3 separate regions of the Mus musculus genome follow, and all the other regions are linked to region 3. Evidence: chromatin contacts called from public ChIA-PET data. All regions are on one chromosome and are shown on one strand. The core of a region is the stretch at or near the end of the contact, and the rest is flanking DNA. Distances in the headings are between cores, read along the strand shown. Region 1 has its middle 21 kb from the start of Gm38730. Region 2 has its middle 4.2 kb from the start of Gm38729. Region 3 overlaps Card11 (caspase recruitment domain family, member 11).

Region 1 (3,605 bases), core at 1,099-3,598, 170 kb after region 3:
TTAATTTGGCTTCCAGAGGGCTTTCAGTCCACCATGCCGGGGAAGGCTTGGTAAGAGCAGCTTAGCCTGTGGTGGCGCGGGCATGAGGCAGACAGAGGCTCCCTTTGTCTGAGCGGACCAGGAAGTAGAGAGAGCAGGTGAGAAACCCTCTTCTGGAGAGGGTGCTGGTCTGAGTCACATCCACCCTCGGTGGCATCTGTCCAAACAGGGTACAAGGACATCTATGCTATCTCCAGCCTGAAGGCAGCCCTGGGTGCCCCTTATTTTCAGAGTCCCCTCTGGGTTGCCCCAGGGCTTTCTCTGGAGCTTCAGAGAAGCTCAATAACCTATTTATAATCCTGTGTCACCCCTCTCCTTTCCATAGGAAGAGAGAGAGAGGAAGGGCCTGTTTTAGACGTAACCATGTGCCCAGTGATGCTGAAATTCTAACCGCTCCCCCCACCCAGGGCCTGGAATGCAGCCTTATTGGGAAATAGGTTCTCTACAGATAACCAAATTAAGACAAGGTCTTTAGGCAGACCCTGTGGTGGTTCATTTTAATTGTCAGTTTATGGGATTTAGAATCACGGGGTTGGGGGGGGGGAGTGTTGCAAGGGTGGAGGGGTAGTGGTAAGTAGGGAGGTTTGGGTGGTGGGTATAAGGGAGTGGGAACCTCTGGACATGTCTAGGAGGGAGTTTCTATATTGGGTGAACTGAGGTAGGAAGACCCACCCTCACAGTGAGCAGGACCGCCCTATGGGGCGGGGTCCTGGACTGAGGCTAAAGGAGGCAGCTGAGTCCCAGCATTCCTGTCTCCCTGTGCAAGGTCAGTTGTTAATTGTCCAGCGATACAGTCTAGGATCACCTGGGAGAATTGGCTCCATGAGGGATGATTATCTAGATCCGATCTTGCGCTTAAGTTAAAGGGAGCTGAGCAGCAGGTGGTTTGGGTCAGGGCTTGTCTTGATTTGCCTTAACTCATGTGCCAAGCCCCAGTCTGAGTGGCCAGCAGCAGCCCTTGGTTTGGAGCCGGCATGTGTAAGGGTAGAGAACTGTCTGACTGTTAGGCACGTCTTCAATCATTTCTCTCCTCCGGACTGGATGGGATGTTCCTAGCTGCTTTACATCCATGCATTGTCTTCCTGCTGTGATGAACAGTACCCTGGAGTTGTGAGCTGCCTCCCTTAAGTGCACAAGTCAAGGGTCATCAAAGATTGTTGTCAAGTGACAGAGATGGGAAGACATACCTCTTGCTTTCCAGTCCTCCGTAGGAACCAAGCTGAGACCCCTTGACCTTGGACTTCAGACCCCACCCCACCCCCAACCCCCCAACAGCATGACATGTTACTACTGAGCTGCCTGGCTGGTGGTACTGTCTCATAGCAGGCCTGGCTAACGCAGGATTCAGCAGAGGGGTCATGCGATCTTTCCTCCACATATGCATGTGCTGATGTGTGTGCAAGTGTGCATGCATGTATGTGCACATGTGTGGAGGTTGATGGTTAAGTGTCTTCCTGCATTGGTTGTGCTTCACCTTAGTTCTTAAGGCAGGATCTTTCACTGAGCCGAGAGCTGGCTGGCCAGTGAGCCTCAGGAGTCCACTTGCCTCTGTATCCCTCTGTGCTGCAGTTAAAGAGGAATGCTTGACACCTGGCTTTAAGTATATCTAATATTACTTATTCTCTGGGAGTTGCATGCACGTCTACAAGACATTTTGATCCTATCCACCCTCTAATTCCCTTTTCCAAGACCCCCTATTATGTCCCCCTCCCAACTTTATGTGTTCTTATTTTGTTACAACAGGCTGAATCCAGTTATGGCAGCTCCTACCCATGTGTGTAAGGCAGAAGCGTTTGCTGTCTTTGACTATAACTGACTCCCTCCCCTTGCAGCAATCAGCTGCCAATCATGGATGAGGGTGGAGCCTGTGAGCTCCTCCCCAATCCATGCTGGAATGATGTCGGGCTTGTCTGTGCGCAGGTAACCACAGCAGCTGTGGGTTCACGGGTACCATGGTCATGTCCAGAAGCCAGTGTTTCACAACTCTCTTCTTCATCTTCTGCCTGGCTTCCATGATGTTCCCTGAATCATGTAGGAGGGTTGGATATAGATGCCCCATTTAGGGCCGAGCACGCAGCAGATTTTTTTTTTTTTCTGAGCACTTTGAGGTGCACCGTGGGAGCTGAGGATCCAAACGCAGGTCCTTGCGCTTACACAGGAACTAAGCCATCTCTTCAGTCCTTAAAAGGACGAAGAAAAAGAATCTGTTGCTGGGAAAGGAAGAGCCGTGAGGTTTGCCCACTGCCAGCCCACAGACTTGATGCAGCTTCGTGCTCTACTTCCTGTGCTGAGGGGTGGAGTGTGCAGCTTCTGCGAACAAAGCTAGGGTGTCGGATGGAGCCCATAGCTGAGCAGTTGGGAGAGCAGACGGGCAGCGTGCAGGATGTAACTCTGCCTGCACTAGCCTGCTGGGCACGCTGGTCTCTCATGCTTGCTGAAGACCCTTATCCCAGGAGGCAACGGTCCTGCCGTGAGACAGAGGTTCAGGAGGGCGTGGGTGCCGAGTGGATGCGTCTCCCATTTCAATTATGTTTAATGTGTGCAAAAGAGGGACACTTCTAGAAAGAATCATAAAAACCTGAAACCTTTTGGAACCAGGTGTCTAAGAAGACTTCAGTTTCAGGGGCAGATGCCTATGTGAACGTGTGTCACCATTATTAAAGTCACAATGGCTCTCTCTCTTGGAAGAATTTGGAATGTCACTAGAACTTTCTAAAGACAAAAGCCAACAAAAGAAAAAGCCAGGCACTACAGCATGTGCCTGTAATCTCCACACACTGGAGGCCAAAGCGAAAAGATTGAGAATTTGAGGCTAGCCTGGGCTATGTAGGAAGACTGTCTCAAAAAGAAAAGGAAACAAAACAAAGCAAAAAGCGCAGCCAGCTGTTATCTTTGGCCCTGAATAAGGCTTAAAAATGATGATTAACATAATCACAAAAGTATGATTTAATCCGTGCAAGGTTATAAATATTAATTGGGAAAAGACGTTATATTGGGAGCATTATTATACACTATGATGTTAATTTTATGAAAATCAGTCCACGCAGCACGCACACTTTTCTTTACTTTTCTCCTCAGCTTTTGCTGGCGGTCTCGGTCTTACTGTGTGGATAAACACTTCCTGTTTCAGCAGCTACCTCTGCCTGGGGTCGGGGGTGGGATCCTGATACCACAGGACCTTGTGATTTCCCACAGATAAGAATCGGAGGCTGCAGAAGCAGGATAAGGGGTTGAGCCTGTAAGCTAGGTGCTTTCAGTGATAATTGTGATTATGTGTGGATGAGTGTGTGTGTGTGTGTGTGTGTGTGTGTGTGTGTGTGTGCATGAATGTCCGTATGTGCTCAAGTGCATGTGTGCTTGTGCATGTGCGTGTGTGTGCGAGAGTGTGTGTGTGTGGAGGGCAGAGGGCAACCTTAGGTGGCAGTCCTTAGTGCCTGGCCACCTTAACTATTAGGACAAATTCTCTCACTCCTTAGAACTGCCTGTGTAGGCTAGGCCAACCACCAGCAAGCCCAGGTATCCATCCACCAAGCATCTCCATCCACCCCAGCACTGAGCTACATGCA
Region 2 (3,264 bases), core at 658-3,157, 150 kb after region 3:
GTACATCACAGTCATCACTAAGGGAGCTCAAGGTAGGAACTTTAAGGCAGGCCTACTTGCTATTCTACAAAATATTGTCTGTGACCAGGGAACTTACTCACAAAGAAGTAGAGCAGGGACCGTGGAGGATGCTGCTTGCTGGCTGGTTCCCAGGCTCATGCTTAGCTGGCTTTCTCACAGCTCAGGACCACCTGCCTAGGGATGGTGCCACCCACAGTGGGCTGGGCCTTCTCACACCAATTAACAAAGCAATTCCTCACAGACACACCCACAGGCCAATCTGATCTAAGCTACTCTTCAGTGGAGGCTTTCTTCTTAGTTGATTGAAGGCTGTATCAGGTTGGCAGTTAGAAAACTATCCAGACATATGGCTGAGGAGTGTAACTTGAAATCACATTAACATATACATCTACACAGCACACTCATGCACTAAAACACTTCCACATACCTATTTGCTTCCCACGGGACTCATACACCCACGAAAGGCATATTTTCACACAAACACTCACACAAGTTCAAACTCACAAACTCCCTTAAACTCACGAACTTAAACCCACATATTCAAACTCAAACAGACATTCAAATTCACACACACACACACACACACACACACACACACACACTCAAACAACTCTCTCTCTTTCTCTCTCTCCCCACTCATATGTTCCAACTTCTACATTCCCATAATTTGAACTCACACACACTCACACACTTTCTTGTGTCTTTTGTTTGTATCAGGAAATGCTGAACATAACTGGACGCACAGGGATGGTCTGTGTAATTTCGAAGTATCTGACTAGAGAAATTAAATATATCAGTATTTTATTAATAACTCTTCAGATGCTCTGGGCCTGCCAGTATCCTCTGGGTACAGCAATTTTCATTAAAGTGTGGTGTCCCAATCCTCCACAGTGTGGCCCACCCCGATTGATTTTTATCCATTGATCTCGTATTTTTCAAGCTTGCAGAACTCATTTATTATTCGTGATGGGGTTTAGTGGATTTCTCGGGTTTTCTACAAAACTTTGCCATCTGAGGATAGGAACAATCGTGTTTCTTTTCCTATCTGGATACCGTTCATTTCTTTTTCTTGCCTAATTGCCTGGGCTAGGACTACTAGAAGTAGCCAGAGTGGGCAGTCCTAGTTTGTTGCCATGGTAACTCATTCTTGAAACAATGTATGCTTTGGGGGCATATCCTACAGCAGGGTCCTCTGAGTGAGTTCCTACGTTCAAGTAATAACCAATGTAGCAATTTGAGGCTCACATATATATTATTAAAATCCAAAGGTAACCCCATCAGTTGTTTAGAACTTATACTCATCCAAGACTACTTTCCAGGGGGAAGATGATTGATTTCCGATATTGTGTAGGATTGCTGTTAGATTGTTCTTCTTTTCTTTCTTTCTTTCTTTCTTTCTTTCTTTCTTTCTTTCTTTCTTTCTTTCTTTCTTTCTTTCTTTCTTTCTTTCTTTCTTTCTTTTTGGTGTGTGTGTGTGTGTGTGTGTGTGTTTGTAGCTAATCACAGTTGGTTTTATGGTTACAATGTACCATTTTTGCTTGCACCCAGCATAGAGGTGCCTCTAGTACCCTACCCTTAGTTTTTGAAGGCTCACCTTACTTTTCCTGAGTCCTTTGGGTCCTTTCTTGGACTTAATCCCCTCTAATGCACAAACAGGTTCTCCTGTGGGCACGAATAATGTGTGCCCTTTTTGTATGTCTCTCACAGCATAGCACAGAAGTCCAAGGGCACACACTGTCAGAGCTGAACTTCAATGCTCTGGGGACTGTGTTCAGAGATGTAGGACAGTAGGCCTGTAGGATATGTGTCCCCTGACCCTTGCACATTCAAGCAGCTGGGTTCTGCTGTGGGATTTGCCTTGAACTCACTGTGTAATCCTGGGTCCTCAATATTTCTTTCAGTTTCCTTTTTTATATGAAATAGCACCTCTACCTACCACCACCAGCCCCGACCCCTCCCTTTCCTCTTTCACCGTTCACACACACACACACACACACACACACACACACACACACACACACACACAGAGAGAGAGAGAGAGAGAGAGAGAGAGAGAGAGAGAGAGAGAGAGATGCTTCAGAGTGGAAAGTTTTGTAAACATTGCTTTGCCACTGAGCCCAGGAAGGAGCTAAGAGTCTAATGAAAGGGGATGCCACCTGCAGGCATCACAACACTCTTCAAGGTCTTTAGCTGGCCACACACACTTAGGATGCACTTTAGGATGTTTATATGGAGTGAGGGAAATGGAGAGAGATGGTTTTCTTATACACAACTGAGAGGAGAGAGAGAGAGAGAGAGAGAGAGAGAGAGAGAGAGAGAGAGAGAGAGAGAGCTGTTTCTAGAGGAGGAGCAAGCCATAGCAGGAAAGAGGAAGTGTTTCTTCTGGCTGCTGATGCAGCTGTCAAGGGAAGGAGCTGTAAGGCCCTCACCCCTGCCTCTGAGCTTTTTACTGGGGACAGAGCCCCACCTTCCCAAGAGACACCACCTGGACTCTATCCCTGGGCTTTCTCTGCTGTAGCTGAGCCATGAAGAATGATTCTACATGAATGGTTGAAAGGAAGAGGGTATCCTGGCTCTCTAGGGGACTGGACCAATAATAACCTTTGACTCTTCCCATCTGGTCTCCCACTGCTCACTATGGTTCCTCTGATGGCTAATTTCTGTGTGTGCAGGTGCGTGTGCGTACGCACATGTGTATTCTGGAAGTCAGAGGTCAATGTTGATCTCGTGTGTGTGTGTGTGTGTGTGTGTGTGTGTGTATTTGTGGGGGACAAGAGTGGTACATGCAATTATGTGTAAGTGGAGGTCAAAGGATAACTTGAGGGAGTTGTTTCTTGTCATGATGCTGAAAACTAGGCGCTAACATTGAGATGTTGCAAGGCAAAAACTGTACTTTTCTGGCTAGGCCAGACTTACACTCTCCTCAGGAGTAGGAGAATGAAAGCAGCCCAGACCAGAAGCAGGAGGACCCTTGTATAAAAAGTGATCACAAAAGCGGAATTTTGCAGCTATTTTTATAATCATGGGAAAGGTGCTTGTTACAGGTTTATGGTCAGACAGTTAACATACCATGAAACATTTTCTGGTTAGTCAATTCTTGGAACAATGGGAACAATTTACCATGTGTAATTAAACAAGATTATCAAGAAAAAAAAATCCAAAAAAACAAACTAAAACCAAAAAAACAAGTTGACCTCTAGCTTAGGATATGACCAAAGTCTAATTAAAAAGAAAAATAGTCAG
Region 3 (3,425 bases), core at 693-3,192:
CATCACTCACACACACACACACACACACACACACACACACACACACACACACACACATTTTGACTGGCTTTCATGGCTCCGATTCCCAGAGATTCATTACTCAAAATTGGGTTGGTAGGTGGCTCACTTGGTAAAGTACTTGCATGACAAGCTTGGGGACCTGAGTTCAATCCCCAGAATCCACATCAACAAACCAGGGATGGTATCTTGGGCTCTCCATCCCAGGGATCCTTGGGGCTCACTAGGCAGCATGTATTCTGCCACTCCGTTTTGTCATTTCTCCTTTCTCTTATCTTCCCTCCTCCTCTCCCTCCTCTCCTTCCTCCTCCTTCAGATGTAAACCTATAGGTGAATGCAATTTTTCCAGTCTGCCCACCCCCACCCCCACCTCTCCCTCCTCCCATCACCGCCCATCAGACAGGCAGGGGAGAAGCTCAGAATGGAACCTGAACTTGACACATTGTTACAAAAACAAATTCCCACAGGGGTGGGGGTGGGGGAGGGTCACTTCCAGCCACCCAGCTAGCGTGGAAACTTTCAATATGATTTTGAACTAGGCACCCAGTGGCTTCAAAGCAGCCCCGGGGTTGAGGCGGGGCACCAGCACCTCCATCCTCACTCATGACTTTCATGTCCAAACAACACAGAAAACACCCCTTTTTTCTCCTGCCTCCCCACACGCCCTTTCCTGTGCAGCTTTGGGTTCTGCCCACATGGGAGCGTTCCTTCCAGAGAGGCCCTGGGTGAGAGCCCTCTGTTGGGGAGGGCTGGCAAGCCTGTGGTAGTCCTCTGGGGAGGACGAGGTCCAGGAGCCTGAGAACTTGAGGCTGTGTTGACTTAAGATCAGTGTAGAGAGAGTGGGGTGTTAGGGGGAACCTCCTTCCATCTTTCTCTGCCGTCCACCCTTGCGGCTCTGGGCCTGCCTCTCAGTCTTGCAGACTAGAGCTTGGCCATCCCTGGGGGGAGCATCTTAGACACTCATTCCTTCCCAGATCTTCACGCTGCATCCCTCCCCCCAAACTCTATGCAAGTCCGTTTGGCTTTTCAGGCCAGCCAGCCCGAGGCTTCCGAACTTAAATAAATAAATAGAAATAAATCAGTAGACTTTCTATCCGAGGCTCCTTTCTGGTCACGTCTGTCCCCTTGGCGAGACTTCTAAGTGGAAGTGAGACGGCCTCTGCTTGAAGGAAATTTACCATCACTTCAGGCATTATAGAGGTGGAGCGTTGGCCCTGCAGCCCCTCCGCTCCTCACCAGGCGCTTTATCGCGACTTAAATGGCTGCAGCTGGACCTTGGCAGCCCCAGAGCAGTTAACTTGTTTCTATGGTCTGTTGGGGGGTGGGGGGGAGATGCCATGCTTGTTGGCTGCTAGGAGTGTTGATTTGAAAGGTGCCTGGGTCCTTGGCAGACTAGGGATGGGCCATGAGGCAGAAAGGAGAGAAGCAGTGGCCTCCGGGTCCCCCGGCTACCCACTCTCAGCTTCCTATGTTGCACTTTTGGTATCTTTTTAAAATGACGAAACTGCTACAGGCTGCACTATGCTGTTTTCTGTTTTTGTTTTTTTGTTGTGTGTGTGTTGTTTTAATGAGAACAAAGATGGGACAATTGGTGCCTTGATAAGGTGACAAAGCCATGAAGATTCAACCTGTGATATTTGTCATAATGTAGCCACAGAAGCCTTACGTTTTCAACCCGGGTCGGAGAGGCCCCACTGTGCCTTGGGGCAGAGTTCTCTGCAGAGGCTGGTAGCTGGTCAGAGTGCTCAGGGTAAGTGGCCAAGAGGGCTCAGCTGTAGATGGAGCATCTGTCTCAACCCCCTCCCCCCCCCACCAAGAGTGTGTGTGGAGAGATTGCAAAAGTCTGAGGATAGCAGGGAGAGCGGTGAAATGCTGTCCTCCGTACAGGCAGGGCGTTGCGCTCACCAGCCCAGAGGCTGTGGTTTTCTGTACAGGATCAAACCAGTAAACACTCTTTACAGGGCTTGCAGGGGTAGGCGTGGCTCCCGAGGCCCCACCTCCAGCGGAGAAACTCTACAGTTAGCATCTGGTAAGGGTCGAAAGGGTCTCATTTCACCTCCCTTCAGAGCATACGTTTGCGTGGGAAAGCTTAGCCCATTCCCACCTTGACTGTGCTTGATGGAAACACCTGCTAGTGAGACTGTGGGATAAGAACCTCTGCAAAGGAGAACTGGAGGAATTTTAATGCAAGAAAAAGAACGGCATAGGAGGAGTCCTGTCTCCCCAGCCTGGGACGCATGTTTCGTGCTTCTTCTTGGGCTGGCAGCCACTGTGGCTGCTGGAGGCCTGCAGGCAGTTTACCCGTCCCTGTCCCGTGAGTTTACATTCAACTGCTGCTCTGGTTGCTGGCCTTGGGCCCCAGGCTCTGGGGTTGCTCATCTCTGTTCACGCCAGCAGAGCCTGACCTTCCACCAGGCGTCTGGTGTCTGGTAACTTTGTTGCTAGGGGCTCAGGACCCCGGTGTGTCTGTGTGTAGGTCAGACCCAGACAAGCTCACAGCTGGTCCTCGTCCACCCAGATGGTCTTGCGCTGCTCCTCTACAATCTTGTCTTTGAGGACTCGCAGCAGCTCCTCCACGCTGCTCCACATCTCAGCTTCCACGGTGGCGTAGAGGCAGGGCAGCGCCTCCAGCTCCTTCTCTTTGAGCCTGCACACTCGCAGGAATTCCTCTTCCGTCTCTGGCCGCGGCAGCAGCTTCCTGGGGGTGGAGAGGTGGGCAGGGAGAGACAGCAGGCAGGGGAAGACATGGGGAGGCTGCAGGGCTCGATGCTCACAGTGTGAGCTAGAAGCCTGGGTTGTACAGTTGCCTGTGGGGGTCAAGGACCACACATGACGGGGACCTGCTGCCTTCACCTCCCTAGTGCTGGGATTATAGCCGTGAGTGTACTCACTAATATGTGAATTCAAAGCTAGCCTGGGCTACATGGTGAGAACCTTTCATTCCAGAATCAGGACATCGTCCCAAATGGAAACTCTGTCCCCATTAAACACAAACTCCACTCTCTCCCCCTGTGTTTCATCTTGGCTCCTATCACTGCTTCCTGTCTCTATGAGTCTGATACTTAAGGGATTTCCCGTAAGTGGAACCCTATGTTGCCTGTCTTCCTGGTTGATTTTTTACAGCATCCTATCCTTGAGAGCCACCCCTATCCTGGCAGGTGTTAGAATACTCTCCCTTTTCAGGGTTGGATACTATTCCACCAGGCTAACCTCAAACTTGTGGTCCTCCTGAGTGTCTGGAATATAGGCTCGTGCCACCACATCTGGCCACTTCCCTCTTTGAATTTGGGCTTCTTACATTCTTGGGCTCGACCCAAGTATCTCAGTGACAGGAAGTTGACAGACCATCTCTCACCAGCCACATTCACCCCATGTGTCTTACATATGTGTACTGGCATTTGCCCGGC

Evidence for each region. ChIA-PET counts read pairs in DNA pulled down with a chosen protein or histone mark.
Region 1: a contact with region 3 is called in an RNA polymerase II ChIA-PET map of memory CD8 T cells, with 117 read pairs. The contact joins two enhancer-like sites. A contact is called at or near these places in 3 of 484 Hi-C or Micro-C datasets (CD4 T cells, myeloid progenitors and olfactory sensory neurons) and 3 of 115 datasets of contacts at active chromatin or transcription factors (effector CD8 T cells, large pre-B cells and memory CD8 T cells).
Region 2: a contact with region 3 is called in an RNA polymerase II ChIA-PET map of memory CD8 T cells, with 228 read pairs. The contact joins two enhancer-like sites. A contact is called at or near these places in 5 of 39 promoter capture datasets (the C10 cell line, cranial neural crest, pre-B cells and 2 more), 6 of 484 Hi-C or Micro-C datasets (CD4 T cells, CD8 T cells, Th1 cells and 2 more), 4 of 115 datasets of contacts at active chromatin or transcription factors (T-cell acute lymphoblastic leukemia, double positive thymocytes, effector CD8 T cells and 1 more) and 3 of 9 other capture datasets (adipose tissue, liver and pancreatic islet).

What each region holds. Positions count from the first base shown.
Region 1 is chr5:141,041,928-141,045,532 of GRCm38.p6, forward strand. No RefSeq gene overlaps it. Among named protein-coding and RNA genes, the nearest start is that of Gm38730, 21 kb to the right of the region's middle. Within about 2 kb of position 2,349, at least 96 of the 459 cell types and tissues checked have an H3K27ac peak or open chromatin away from gene starts, as enhancers often do. A contact at or near this core is called in effector CD8 T cells, memory CD8 T cells and myeloid progenitors, where this site is marked.
Region 2 is chr5:141,016,049-141,019,312 of GRCm38.p6, forward strand. No RefSeq gene overlaps it. Among named protein-coding and RNA genes, the nearest start is that of Gm38729, 4.2 kb to the left of the region's middle. Within about 2 kb of position 1,908, at least 92 of the 459 cell types and tissues checked have an H3K27ac peak or open chromatin away from gene starts, as enhancers often do. A contact at or near this core is called in CD8 T cells, T-cell acute lymphoblastic leukemia, Th1 cells and 3 more, where this site is marked.
Region 3 is chr5:140,870,814-140,874,238 of GRCm38.p6, forward strand. It overlaps Card11 (caspase recruitment domain family, member 11), which reads right to left. Exons shown (of 25, transcript NM_175362.2): 25 at 2,186-2,716. The coding sequence ends at 2,512. The region is part of intron 3 of Gm30804 (a long non-coding RNA gene); the gene reads left to right. Among named protein-coding and RNA genes, the nearest start is that of Gm52831, 19 kb to the left of the region's middle. Within about 2 kb of position 1,943, at least 97 of the 459 cell types and tissues checked have an H3K27ac peak or open chromatin away from gene starts, as enhancers often do. A contact at or near this core is called in CD8 T cells, T-cell acute lymphoblastic leukemia, Th1 cells and 4 more, where this site is marked.